Linked DNA regions of Mus musculus: all the other regions are linked to region 4. The links are chromatin contacts, called in public Hi-C and promoter capture Hi-C maps. All regions are on one chromosome and are shown on one strand. Each heading gives the region's core, a stretch centred on a gene start, on an enhancer-like site or on the middle of the called end of the contact. The rest is flanking DNA. Distances are from core to core; before and after follow the strand shown. Region 1 holds the start of Col6a2 (collagen, type VI, alpha 2). Region 2 has its middle 7.0 kb from the start of Col6a1. Region 3 holds the start of Lss (lanosterol synthase). Region 4 holds the start of Slc19a1 (solute carrier family 19 (folate transporter), member 1).

Evidence for each region. Promoter capture Hi-C pulls out the DNA fragments that hold promoters and counts their contacts. Hi-C and Micro-C count contacts between places; a contact is called where the count stands out from the background.
Region 1: a promoter capture Hi-C map of stem cell-derived epiblast-like cells shows a contact between it and region 4, with 4 times the contacts expected there. The contact joins the promoter of Col6a2 here to the promoter of Slc19a1 in region 4. A contact is called at or near these places in 13 of 39 promoter capture datasets (the 3T3-L1 cell line, 3T3-L1-derived adipocytes, cranial neural crest and 6 more), 8 of 484 Hi-C or Micro-C datasets (the N1E-115 cell line, cerebral cortex, embryonic stem cells and 4 more), 1 of 115 datasets of contacts at active chromatin or transcription factors (astrocytes) and 1 of 9 other capture datasets (embryonic stem cells).
Region 2: a contact with region 4 is called in a Hi-C map of CD8 T cells, with 3 times the contacts expected there. The contact joins the enhancer-like site here to the promoter of Slc19a1 in region 4. A contact is called at or near these places in 13 of 39 promoter capture datasets (the 3T3-L1 cell line, 3T3-L1-derived adipocytes, the SN4741 cell line and 6 more), 10 of 484 Hi-C or Micro-C datasets (CD8 T cells, the N1E-115 cell line, cerebellum and 1 more), 3 of 115 datasets of contacts at active chromatin or transcription factors (all in embryonic stem cells) and 1 of 9 other capture datasets (embryonic stem cells).
Region 3: a contact with region 4 is called in a Hi-C map of Th1 cells, with 5 times the contacts expected there. The contact joins the promoter of Lss here to the promoter of Slc19a1 in region 4. A contact is called at or near these places in 4 of 39 promoter capture datasets (the C10 cell line, hippocampal neurons, liver and 1 more), 12 of 484 Hi-C or Micro-C datasets (B cells, CD4 T cells, CD8 T cells and 4 more), 3 of 115 datasets of contacts at active chromatin or transcription factors (embryonic stem cells, neural tube and stem cell-derived neural progenitor cells) and 1 of 9 other capture datasets (embryonic stem cells).

What each region holds. Positions count from the first base shown.
Region 1 is chr10:76,622,143-76,624,842 of GRCm38.p6, reverse strand. Col6a2 (collagen, type VI, alpha 2) reads left to right here and starts at 1,439. Exons shown (of 28, transcript NM_146007.2): 1 at 1,439-1,592.
Region 2 is chr10:76,731,726-76,734,425 of GRCm38.p6, reverse strand. No RefSeq gene overlaps it. Among named protein-coding and RNA genes, the nearest start is that of Col6a1, 7.0 kb to the right of the region's middle. Within about 2 kb of position 1,300, at least 160 of the 459 cell types and tissues checked have an H3K27ac peak or open chromatin away from gene starts, as enhancers often do. A contact at or near this core is called in 3T3-L1-derived adipocytes, CD8 T cells, hippocampal neurons and 1 more, where this site is marked.
Region 3 is chr10:76,530,234-76,532,933 of GRCm38.p6, reverse strand. It overlaps Lss (lanosterol synthase), which reads right to left and starts at 1,329. Exons shown (of 22, transcript NM_146006.2): 1 at 1,260-1,329; 2 at 916-1,084. The coding sequence starts at 1,273.
Region 4 is chr10:77,031,876-77,034,575 of GRCm38.p6, reverse strand. It overlaps Slc19a1 (solute carrier family 19 (folate transporter), member 1), which reads right to left and starts at 1,364. Exons shown (of 6, transcript NM_031196.3): 1 at 1,229-1,364.

The sequences.
Region 1 (2,700 bases), core at 190-2,689, 410 kb after region 4:
AGATGCAGAAACAAAGAGATAGAGACAGAGAGATGAGAAAGATACAGAGAAGGAGAAACAGAGGGAGAAACAGAGAGAGATAGAGAGACAAAGAGAGGGGGAGGGAGAGAGAGAGAGATGCAAATACCATACATAAGACACTCATGCATACTTACACCTCTGGCTCTAGTCCCTCCCTACCCTCTCAAAAGACCTCCAGCACAGAGCACGGCACACAGCAATAGCTGGCACTGCCCATGAAAGGCTGGTACTGATGCTGCATTGCTAATAGTCAGGTCAGGGCTCCAGGTCCTAGGGACTGCAAGTGGTAAGTGGTACAGGCTGATATCTCTCAGGCTGGGACCTGTAGGGACAGCTTTCAGCTCCCAAGAGGTCACCTTAATGGCATTTTCCTATTCCTTAGAAGAAACACTGGTCCTCCATTACTACTTAGGCACAAGGATCCAAGACACTGTGGAAGGTGCCTTGAGCCAACTTCTCAGGTGTGAGACATCAGAAGAAAGAGATGACAAAGCTTCAATGGGCAGAGGCAGGAAGGTCCTAAAGACAAGGACCTCCAGCAATATGGGCTTACCAAAAGTAGTTCCTCCCTGGACAGGAGGGGGTAGGGGGAGAACACAGAGTGGGACTGGAAGTCAGGGGCTAGATCAGAGATTTACTCAGCTGTATGAGAAACAAGCCTCATCACCCCCACTACCCTGCACCCTTGAGAACTGCCCCGAATTGAGCCCCTTCCCTATCCCTGCCTGTACTTCTCAGAGCCAGTCCTACTCCAGGCTAGAAAGTTAAGGCCCTAGCCATAGCTTATGCACCCTGCCAGCGATGTGAGCAGACCCCACTCAAAGCCGACCTCTGGGATTCTTGGAGGAAAGGGTTATATACCAATGCCAGGGCTCCTACATCTATGCCTGGTCCTCTTGCCTCTTCAGGGCCCTATCAACTTCCAGGAGCCTCAATACCAATTCAGGGCCCGCTGAACCCCAAAGACATACGTTCTTTGCATCCCTTCACTGCACTTTGAAGTTCAACCCCACATCCCGCCCAACTTCAGTCAGAATACTGGGGGTGGGGGGAGCGGGGGAGGGAGCCCTGGCCCAACAGGATAAGAATAGCTTCTACGGGGGGGGGGGGGGGGGGCTCCTTCCTTTACGTAGAGGAGGAGGGAGCTTGAGCAAAGGTCTGGGAGACCTAGGAGTCCAGAGGCTTGCAAGGAAAAATAAAAAAGTCACCAGGCACTACAGCACAGAGATGGTCCAGCTCCAACCCTGCTGCGTGTCCTGGCCACTCCCTCCCCTCGCCTTCCTTTCCTCCCCTCCCCCAGCTCATTCCCCAGCTTCATCTTAGTCCGTCCAGCAGCCCCACCCGCTGACCCCGCCCATCCGCGGGGCCGCAGCGCCCCCCAGCGGTCGAGTTTTCCAGGCATCCGCCCGCCCGGGACAGAGTTAAAGTGGGAGGCCCCTGGCTTGGTCCCCTCCCGTTCAGTCCCGGGCCGCGCCTGGGTCCCCTCCCTCCTACCCACTCGGCGCCCGCACCTCGGGCCGTCAGGACCCGGGCTGTCCTCGGGAAGTACCCAGGCATCTTCTCCAAGCCAGGTAAGCTTCTTCGCATGGTGTCCAGCTGGGACACGCGGGAAAAGGGGGAACAGGATTCGGGGGCTGCACCTCAGGGGTCTAAGGTGAGCACAGTTCTACCCAAACCGAAGGTCCTGCCCCAGGTTCTAGTCTCCAGGTGGCCCCTAGGCCTCTGTTCGACAGAGCCTGGTTGGGGTGCAGGCTTCTTATTCTAGACTCCACAGCTTTCTGCTCACCACTGACAGACCAGATCCCTGCTCCTTCCCCAGTCCTCAGAGTGTCTCACATCTGGTCAGACCCATGGCCATTGCTAGCAGGTCTGAGTTGTCTCCCAAGGGTTAAGGAACCTAAATTGCCTCAATGGGAAAATACGCTGTGACTTGAACCTGCACACAGTCCGTTGTTAGCCTCTCCGTAGGCCCTAAGGAAGAAGGGTAGTCTTCATGGGGAAGGAAGGTAACAGAGCCACTTGAACTAGTTCCTCAGATGGACTTCAAGGGTACTCTGCGGGAGGCAGAGAAGGGAGTCTCAGGTCCCAGCAGTGGGCTAGCCAGGTGCTCTCAAGGGGACACCTCGCCATCTCGAGGTACTCCCACTGTGCTTAAGGAGAGACCAGGCAGGAATCATAAAGATGAGGGTGGACCCAGGAATAATAAAGTCTGTCACTCTTGGCTCTATCCTAGCCCTGAGACTCCCTTGGGCACTCCAGTCCCTTGGGGACTCCAGTGGGCAACCTCAGAGACACCTCTCCTATAGACAGCAACACAGCCCCCTCGTGAAGCCTGGGTATTCTGGGGGTATCTCCATACTCATCTGAGGACATGGAGCCAAGTGCCATAGAGGGACAAGGTACCAACAAGGAACATTTAAGGTCCAGATTAAGTTGCTGGGTTCCTCCCCTTCCCCCAGTTAAATAGTTCTGGCTCTTGAGGCTAGCACACACATAGCAAAGGAAAAAAAGAAACAGGGCATTTGCAGCTTCATCTCACAGAAACTGGAGGTTACACAGGTGTCTGGGATCCCTTAGAGAGAAAAGGTGGGGCCAGAGACTGGGCTTGGACCTAGGGTCCCAGGGAACAGGTGATACCAATTGGGAGGGGTTGAACATAGGGGTTTAGAGCATCCATTC
Region 2 (2,700 bases), core at 51-2,550, 300 kb after region 4:
AAGTGCTGGGATTATAGGTGTGTGCCACCACTGCCCGGCTTCTTAACAATAGCAGTAATGAAATAATTTTATAGTCGGGGGTCAGCACGACATGGAGAGCTATATTAAATCATCACAGCATTAGGAAGGCTAAGAATCACTATTCTAGCACATCTGGACAGAGTCTACATGGGACCTGTTGATGGTGGCCTCCTGATAAGGAATTGAGACTGTCTTACTCCGACACTGCCATTAATAGCCCATCATAAACTCTCACTAACCAATACTAAGAGGGGTATCTCCTGAAGATGTGGCAACACAATGTTGGCTTGTTTCTCTGGCCTTAGGTCACAGAACTGGTAGATGACAGAGCAGGAACCAGCCCAGATCTGAATGTCCCTGGTTCTTATGTCCCCAGCCTAGAGCACAGAGGCTAGAAAAGACCCCTGACCACCTCTTGCATGCAGCCTGTCTTGCTGCCCTGGCTGATCTTGGGTCCCTCGGTCTCCTCGACATCTTCAGAGAGTACCAAGGATGAGGGGCTTCCATGGTTGGGGGATGAGGCCAGGCAGGGTGAGAGGACAAGGCTGCCAGCCAGGCCACCCTGAAGCAGCAGGCTGGAGAGTCTCCAAGCCCCAGTGTGGCTGAGAAGAGACCAAGGGTCTTAGCAACCCCTTGCATATATTGCTGTTCCGCTGTGACAATCCTTGGCTACCTGAGGTGAAGAGTGAACTGGGCCTGGAGTCCCCTGCTTGGCTCCCTGCAGAGAGCAGGGAGTGTCCTGTTCTCTCCTGCGCACAGCAGGGTGGGGTGAGGAAGTCTTCTCTGACTAGGCTTGTCTTCGCTAGAACTCAGGCGGTCAGGCTATAGCAGTTTTCCACGAAGAGTCTTGGCAGCAGCTGGGAAATATCAATCACAGTTCAGCGCGAGGCTTATACAGTGGAACCCACACTCCAAGTGCCAGGGGCTCTGCAGAGACAGGACGCATGCCTGGTGCGGCTCCCCAGCTCCCCAGCGCCACCTCTGGCTGAGAAAGGCAGCAATTTTGCATGTTGATCAGCAGTCTGATCCCCAGAATATCACTTACAGACTCTGGTTGGGGGTGGGAGGGGCAGGATCTGCTTTTGTGGCTGTTGGGGGATAAAGACAAGGAGGGCATACCCCAGACCTGGTGGTCTCCAACACGGTCCTGGGCTCGTAGTAGATCTCATTTTGAAACCCTATTAGCCCCTCAAAACGTCTGGGGTAATGCTTAGCCCAGCCCTCCACACCGCAGCTCCAGCATCTTCCCAGGGTTAGCAGGACAGGAAGTGACTCTTGTTCACAGGAATGCTTGGCTGTCATCTCCAGGCCCTTGAGGGTGGGCTTCGGGGACCCAGGTGGTGCGGCACCACTGTGGCTATCCTTTCCCGGGAAGCCCCCTCCCTTGAGTTCCGCCTAAGCCTGCAGCTGGCCTCTGGTAAGGAGCCAGGCTGCTCCTCCAGAGGCCCAAGCTCTGCTGGAGAAATACCTCTGCCAGATGTTGCTCTCTCTCTCTCTCTACAGGCAGGAGGCCAGTATGAGGTAATAGGAAAGTTTAACCCGTCCAGAACCAGAGCCCCCAGTCACTGTGTTCACAGCCAGCCATGCTAGCTGGCAATTCGATGGAGAGGGTCCCTTGAGAAAGGATAAGAGCCCAAGGACCCTTGTGTAAAGTGTTCCTGGGGCGCTGCAGCCCTCAGCAGGCTCAGTGGATAACTCTGTGCTCAGCATGGGCCTGCTATTCATGGTACTCAATCCCTGCTTTGCATGTAGCCATTTCTCAACTATCCCCAGGGTCAAGGGTACCCACTTTTCAGAGCCCTTTACCTCCCCAAGGTCAGGTTCACAGCTCCCGGAGAGAAGGGAGTCATTGTGCACTTGTGTGTGTATGGGGCGGGGGGAGCTGTTAGAAACTTAGCTGATGGAACCAAAAGGTTGCAAGGGATCTTGGGGCGGAAAAGGAGATATGACTCGTTCTGCCCACTGGCTTCTCGTCTAGAGACCACCAGCAGCAAGCACAGAATGATTATGGCACTCTCTGGTGACCTGTGCAGCTGCCCCAGCTATCTGTGCATCCCTTGGGTCCCTCTACCTCCATAGAAAGGACCAGCGTGCAGAGGCTCTATATAGATTGGGCGGTGAGGACCGGGGTTTAGGGGTGTATGTAAGAGAAGCAGATTAGAGCAGAAACCTCTGCCTACAGCTCCAAAGATGCCCGTTCTCCAAATGCTTTTGTCTGTGCTTAAGCCGTGGCTCCAGCTGGCGTAGAGTGTCCTGCTAAAGTGTCTGTCTGCTTCCTGCTTCTGCCCCTGGGGAAGCTTCTGCTTGTCCTCGGGAGTCAGGGTCACGCTCCCAGGACGAGGCTTTGGCAGTGAGACTCGAGACAAGATTTCCACGGGGATCCGTGGGGACACCCATGTGTTGCAGCCTGCGGCGTGGGTCAGCTGCTTTTCTGGGGGGAAATCGCCCCTTCCTCCGGAGAAGAGGAAAGAGTTAGAGCTATGTGAATTTTCTGGCTCCACTGCTAGCTAGGGTTCTCAGAATATCCAGCCTCAGATTTGTGGGTGTTGGGCCAACTCCAAACAGCCTTGGAGCCCCTCAGGCCAAGTTGCCAGCGTCTGTGTCATGGTGTCCTTGAGCCTCCCAGCCAAGCCTCGAAGAGCAGGGAGGCCTGGGGTTACCCACTCACTGGCTGCTTGG
Region 3 (2,700 bases), core at 80-2,579, 500 kb after region 4:
AGGTCTCTGAGGTGGAGGGACTTAAATAACGAGGGTTGCTTCTACTCCTGTCTCCGGAAGGAGGTACCACACTTTTTGTTGTTTAGATTGAATTGAGGCAAACACTCACAAACACTGACCCACATCAGCAGCCCTCTTCTTTATTTATTTGTTATCATTTTTGAGATAGGGTCACACTACGTAGACCTGGCTGGCCTAGAACTTGCTCTGTAGACCAGGCTGGCCTCAAACTCACAAAGATCTGCCTGCCTCTGCCTCCTGGGTGCCGGGATTAAAGACCAGCACTACCATGCCCAGCCTCTTTATTTTCTGAGACAAGCTCTACTCAGCTGCCCAGGCAGATCTTAAACTTTATCCTTGTCACAGCCTACTCAGCGGCTAGGATTACAGGTATGCCTGCCGGGCCCAGGTTCATATCTGTTTTAAAAAACAAAAAATTATAAGCCTTATTATTAAAATAAAAAGAAACCTGCAAATTAATAAAAACATCGCACACCAAAATTAACCAAACACAAAGTCTACTCAACTTAATGACCTTGGCATTTGAAAAGGGAGACTGTGAAACTTTCCATAAAATGATGCACTTTCAGTACCCACTATATTTTATGCATTAATCTATTGCCCAAACCACAAAGCCCATGACAGAGTTAGAACTAGAAAAGCAACTAGCTTTACATCTTCTTACATAACTTGTGAACTTTCCTGATCCTCTTATAGTCAGCTTTTCCTCATATCACACTATACCCACATATACATTGGTTTACACATATGCATATATTACTGGCTGGTTGCCTGTTTTTTAAATAAGGCTCTCCACTGTTTCAGAGCTCTGGCTCAGGAAGGCACGGTGTAGGCTGATCAGTGATGGCTTCCAGTCTTGGGATGGAATGGTGCTTTCAGAATCACATCACTTACTGTGTCCAGTCCCAAAGAGTGGGCCTCTAGCCCGGTCTGCTCTCGACCAGGGTCGTCCTCCGCTTGATAATAAGTCCATCTCTGCCGACCCAACTCATTCTGGAGCCGCCAGCGGGTGAGATCGGTGGCGGGCTCAGTTTTATAGGGTCCCCCACGACGCCGCAGACACCTGAGGGGACCAGCGAGAGGAAGCAGCCTTCCTTAGACTCCGCCCAGGTGGGATGCCTGCAATCCAGGCATGCAGAGCCACCAGCCATGCCACCCTGCTGTCCAGACACCTTCCCTGCCACCGCCCTGCCGCGTCCCTCGCAACACCCGCGGGAAGCCCAGGGTCCGCGACTCACGTGCCCTCAGTCATGACAGCACTACTCTCTGCCACCGCTTGCCAGCCCTTTACCTGACAGCCTAGTGCACTGCGCAGGCGCGAGCCTCGGCCGACCGGAACTACTGGGTGGGCCGATGCGAGCTCGGCCAATCAGAGCATCACCAGGTGGGCACGAGAGACGCACCGCGACCACAGTGGCTGGGCGCAGGGCCGCCCGACGCCGCGAGGGCACCAGGGGGCGTGGCTGCGGGGCGGGAAGCGCTTTGGAGGCGGGGCCTATGAAAGAGGCCGGCCTGTGGGCGAGGACGGCCTGTGGGAGGGGCAGGCCCGTTGGAGGGGCGGGGCGGGATGGGGGGCGGGGCCGGCCCCTCTAGATCCTTATTGATGACAGCCTTGGACTTCTGGTCTGGGTGTTCTGAGCCGGGATACCTACAGGGTTGGTGAAAAATGGCCCCTCCGACATGCAGGAAAGAGGCCGCGGAAACCACGAGTGCTTCAGAAGTACGGAAGAGGCATGAGTGACCTGAGGTGAAACTAGCGTTGATCCGAGGCACCACATGGACCATCATGGGGCAGGGGCCTTGACCCGAGTGAAGGGAGGAGGAAACTATGATGACACGTAGTTGGGAAGAGGGTCAGAGTAGTGTTCTCAGAAAGCGGGCACAGGCTCCTCACAGGGAGCAGCTGCAGAGTGTGCAGAGGGCTGTGTCCTGACTCCCATTAGCAGGTAGAGTTCCACTTCCCTAGCCACAGCACTACTCTCAGGATACCTGGAGCTTGGAGTCCTACAAGTTAAAGGGGGAAAAGCCTTGATTATGTTTGACAGTAGAGAGGGAAGCAGGAAAGCCTGTGGTATGCCGGCAGAATCTAGTAGAGACGTGCAATGAAGAACATTTGAACAGATAGTATTTGAGAAGCATTGCTGGCATGCAGGAATGACGACCAGAGATCAGAAAAATATAATTCCAAGAACTCCCAGCGGTACAGTGTGTCCTACAGAGTGCCGACTTACTTACAACTACCCAAACCCGATAGCCTCCCTGCACCTAGCCCTCAAAACGCTGCCAAGGAAGGGGCCATGAACCACAAATCAGAGAAGGAAGAAGTAAGAGGCAAAGAACACTCACACACCTTCCCTAGATGGAAAATCGGAATTTTAGATGGCTAGTCAAGAACACTAACCTCTTCTTTGCCCAGTTTAGAAACTTGTAAAGATATAAGACAAGGCATTTTAACTGAGCCTTGCCTCAGACTATTGATTTGGGGACTGGAGGCCAATACTTAAGTCCAGTGCGTAAGAGCACTTGCTGCTCATTCAGAGGACCTGGAATTGGTTTATAGCACCCACATGGTGACTCACAGCCATCTATAACTTCAGTTTTAAGGAATCTAATGCCATTTTCTGACCTCCTCAGTCACCAGGCATGTGTGAGATGTAAGTACATACATGCTGGTTAAAA
Region 4 (2,700 bases), core at 115-2,614:
ATGGGGGTAGGGGTGGAGGTGGGTAAGAAGTGTGGAATACAACTGTTCACAAACTTCTTTCCAAGGCCCACTTTCTTTTTATCTTGAAACAGGAAGGTTCCTTTTAATTAAGGAAGGGGGGAAAACAAACGCCAATGCCCTTCTCCCATTGTGGTGGCTGAGTGTTGACTGTATCTTTGCCACTGGCTCAAATGCCCAGAATCAATCTCTTTCCTCAGCCCCAGTGCCTTGTTGGAAGGCACACATCCGGCTCCCTAGCCCGGAGAATGTGTCAGGCTCTGCAAAGTCAGAGGCTCTGTGCCCTGCTGAGTCCATCTGAGCAGCTCCCGGAGTCCTTGAGTCTCACTGGGAGGAGGCTACTTCTTAACAGTCAGGCAAGCAAGTCTAAGGATTTAGTCTATCCTCTCCACTGAGAGAAGGCCCACAAACATCTTCTAGCCCCCTGAGGTTCCGACCAACATCGTGAAGACAGGGAAGTTAGGATGGGAACACTCACCGGGTGAGGAGTCACGTCAATATGGTTTATTCCTAGGCTATTAGCCAAGTCTAGTATCCCTGTCACAGAGATGCTGGAAGTACAGAAAAGACTGGCTACTACAGGCAGCCTGTACAAGCTGCAGATTCCACCTGTTCCAAAGGGAAGTTGTTAACAGTTGTCAGGGTGCCTACAACCTCTGAGCTAAACAATGAGCCTTGGAGGCGCGCCACGTCCAGGGCGTGGGCAGTGGGGTTTCCTTGCAGGCAACACGTGCTCTAAAGTCGCTGGGGCAGGCGCACGTGGTGATTCCTGACCTGAGGAAGATACTTTGAAAGCAAAAGAACTCCGTTCCAGAGGAATGACAAGGAGAGAAATGGCGCTCAAAGGTCCCACTAGGCAGCCTGGGGATTTATCCTCCCGACGGTTCTGCAACCATGAGCCCAGGATGCGGGCCAGCACTCAGACTCTTGCCCCGAGGCTCGTAACGCTGAGGTCCTCACCTATACTCTGTATTCACAGAAGGACCCTGACACCCCACAGATACTAGCCCGTGTCCCACACCTATCCTACTGCCCCTATGCATCCCAAAGACTTCTGCTTGTCTTCCACCCAGCAGACCCCGCATGCGCCTTCCGCACGCTACAAACCCTGCCTGGAGCTTTGTAGTCGCGCCAAGGACTCCGCGGTCCTCTGTAGTGGAGAATTCAGCCCGCTTTCGTCTTCAGGACACCGGAAGGAACAGAACCGTACCTTGCACTACCCCGTGGCTCCCCAGGCACGCATAGAATGGATTCCTAGCTCTGCGTCCCACAGGCCTGTGGCTGATTCAACGCGCACACGCAGACTACAACACCCAAAAACCCGCGCGTAGGCTCAAGGGCCGCATGGAGAGGCGTGGTTACCTGACTGACCACGCCCCGAAGGAGTGGCCAGCGTGGTAGACAGGAGGCGCAGCCGCAGAACTTCCAGGAGGCGGGGCAAACACCTGGCTACACCCGCAGCTACTTCCACAGGGGGTTCATGCACGCGCCCTCTACACTTGGAGATTTACTACCGGGTGGGTCTTGTGGTTCCCTGAGGAGCGGACGACCGGTGGCGCGTCTGCTAGCCTGTGCCCTAAGAACCTACATCTCTAGACTCCAGGCCCCCTTCAGTACGCTCGCCCAGTGTTCGGGCTCCTGTGCTTCCTCCTCAAGCCGACCCTCTCTGTCCGCCTCTCCAATAAGTCCCTTCTTCCCCGCCCCCTTCCATCCCGTCTCCTCTTCACCCAACCCCTGGGCCCCGCAGCCCGCCTGAGCCCCTTTACGAGCCCCCTACCCGTCCAGCGCTTGACCGGGTCTCAGCTCACAGCAGATTGCTTGATCTGATCGAGCACAGAGGTGACCGCCCGGCCTAAGACCAAGCAAGGCCCCTCCCCGGGTCCGCCCCTGACCCCTGCTGGCCTGCAGAAGTCTGCGCTGGCTCTGTCCGGCTCCTCTTGAGACGAGCGCCCCGCGACCACCTGCTAAAGCATTCCAGGCACCAAGGCATTGACCGCTAGATATAGACTGCACCAGCTGTGCACGCCCTTCGTTTGGGTATCAGCGTCTTTAGGTTCCAAGGGCACCGACGGATTGCGCTGAGCTATGCATGGAGACCCCCTACACACACACACACACACACACACACACACACACACACACACAAAACCTTACTCACCTTGTATCAACCTACTTGACTGTTAACAGGGACAGAAGTCTGGCCTAAGCGTTTTAGGCCCCACCCCACCCTCCTTCACCACCAATCCCCCAATCTTTCAAACTCTCACCCCAGCAGGGATGTTCAGCTGATGCTCAGCAGGTGGAGGCTGCTAGCAGCCTGAGGTGGGTTGGGAGAGGGCGGGGCTCCCTGAAACCAGCCTCTTTCCTCCTGATGGGTTTTGGCGGAGTACTTGCGAGGGCAGCAAAGTAGAACGAATGGAGAGGGGCATGGGTCCAAAGAGGAATGGCCGACCAGCAACTCTGGTTTAATAGATTCCCAAGGTGGTGGGGTGCCGGGAGGTTAGACTATAGGTATGGTCATCTATACGAATGGGGTCCCAGGTGTGAGAACCCAGTCTCCACACCAGCACGGCTCCTCCCCAGCCCATGGGGGCCACACCCCTCTGGACTTGGGCCTTCTTGGTACATGCAAAGGTGCTGGCCACCTAGTTGCTATACAAGGGAATCAGGAAGCTAGAGTGC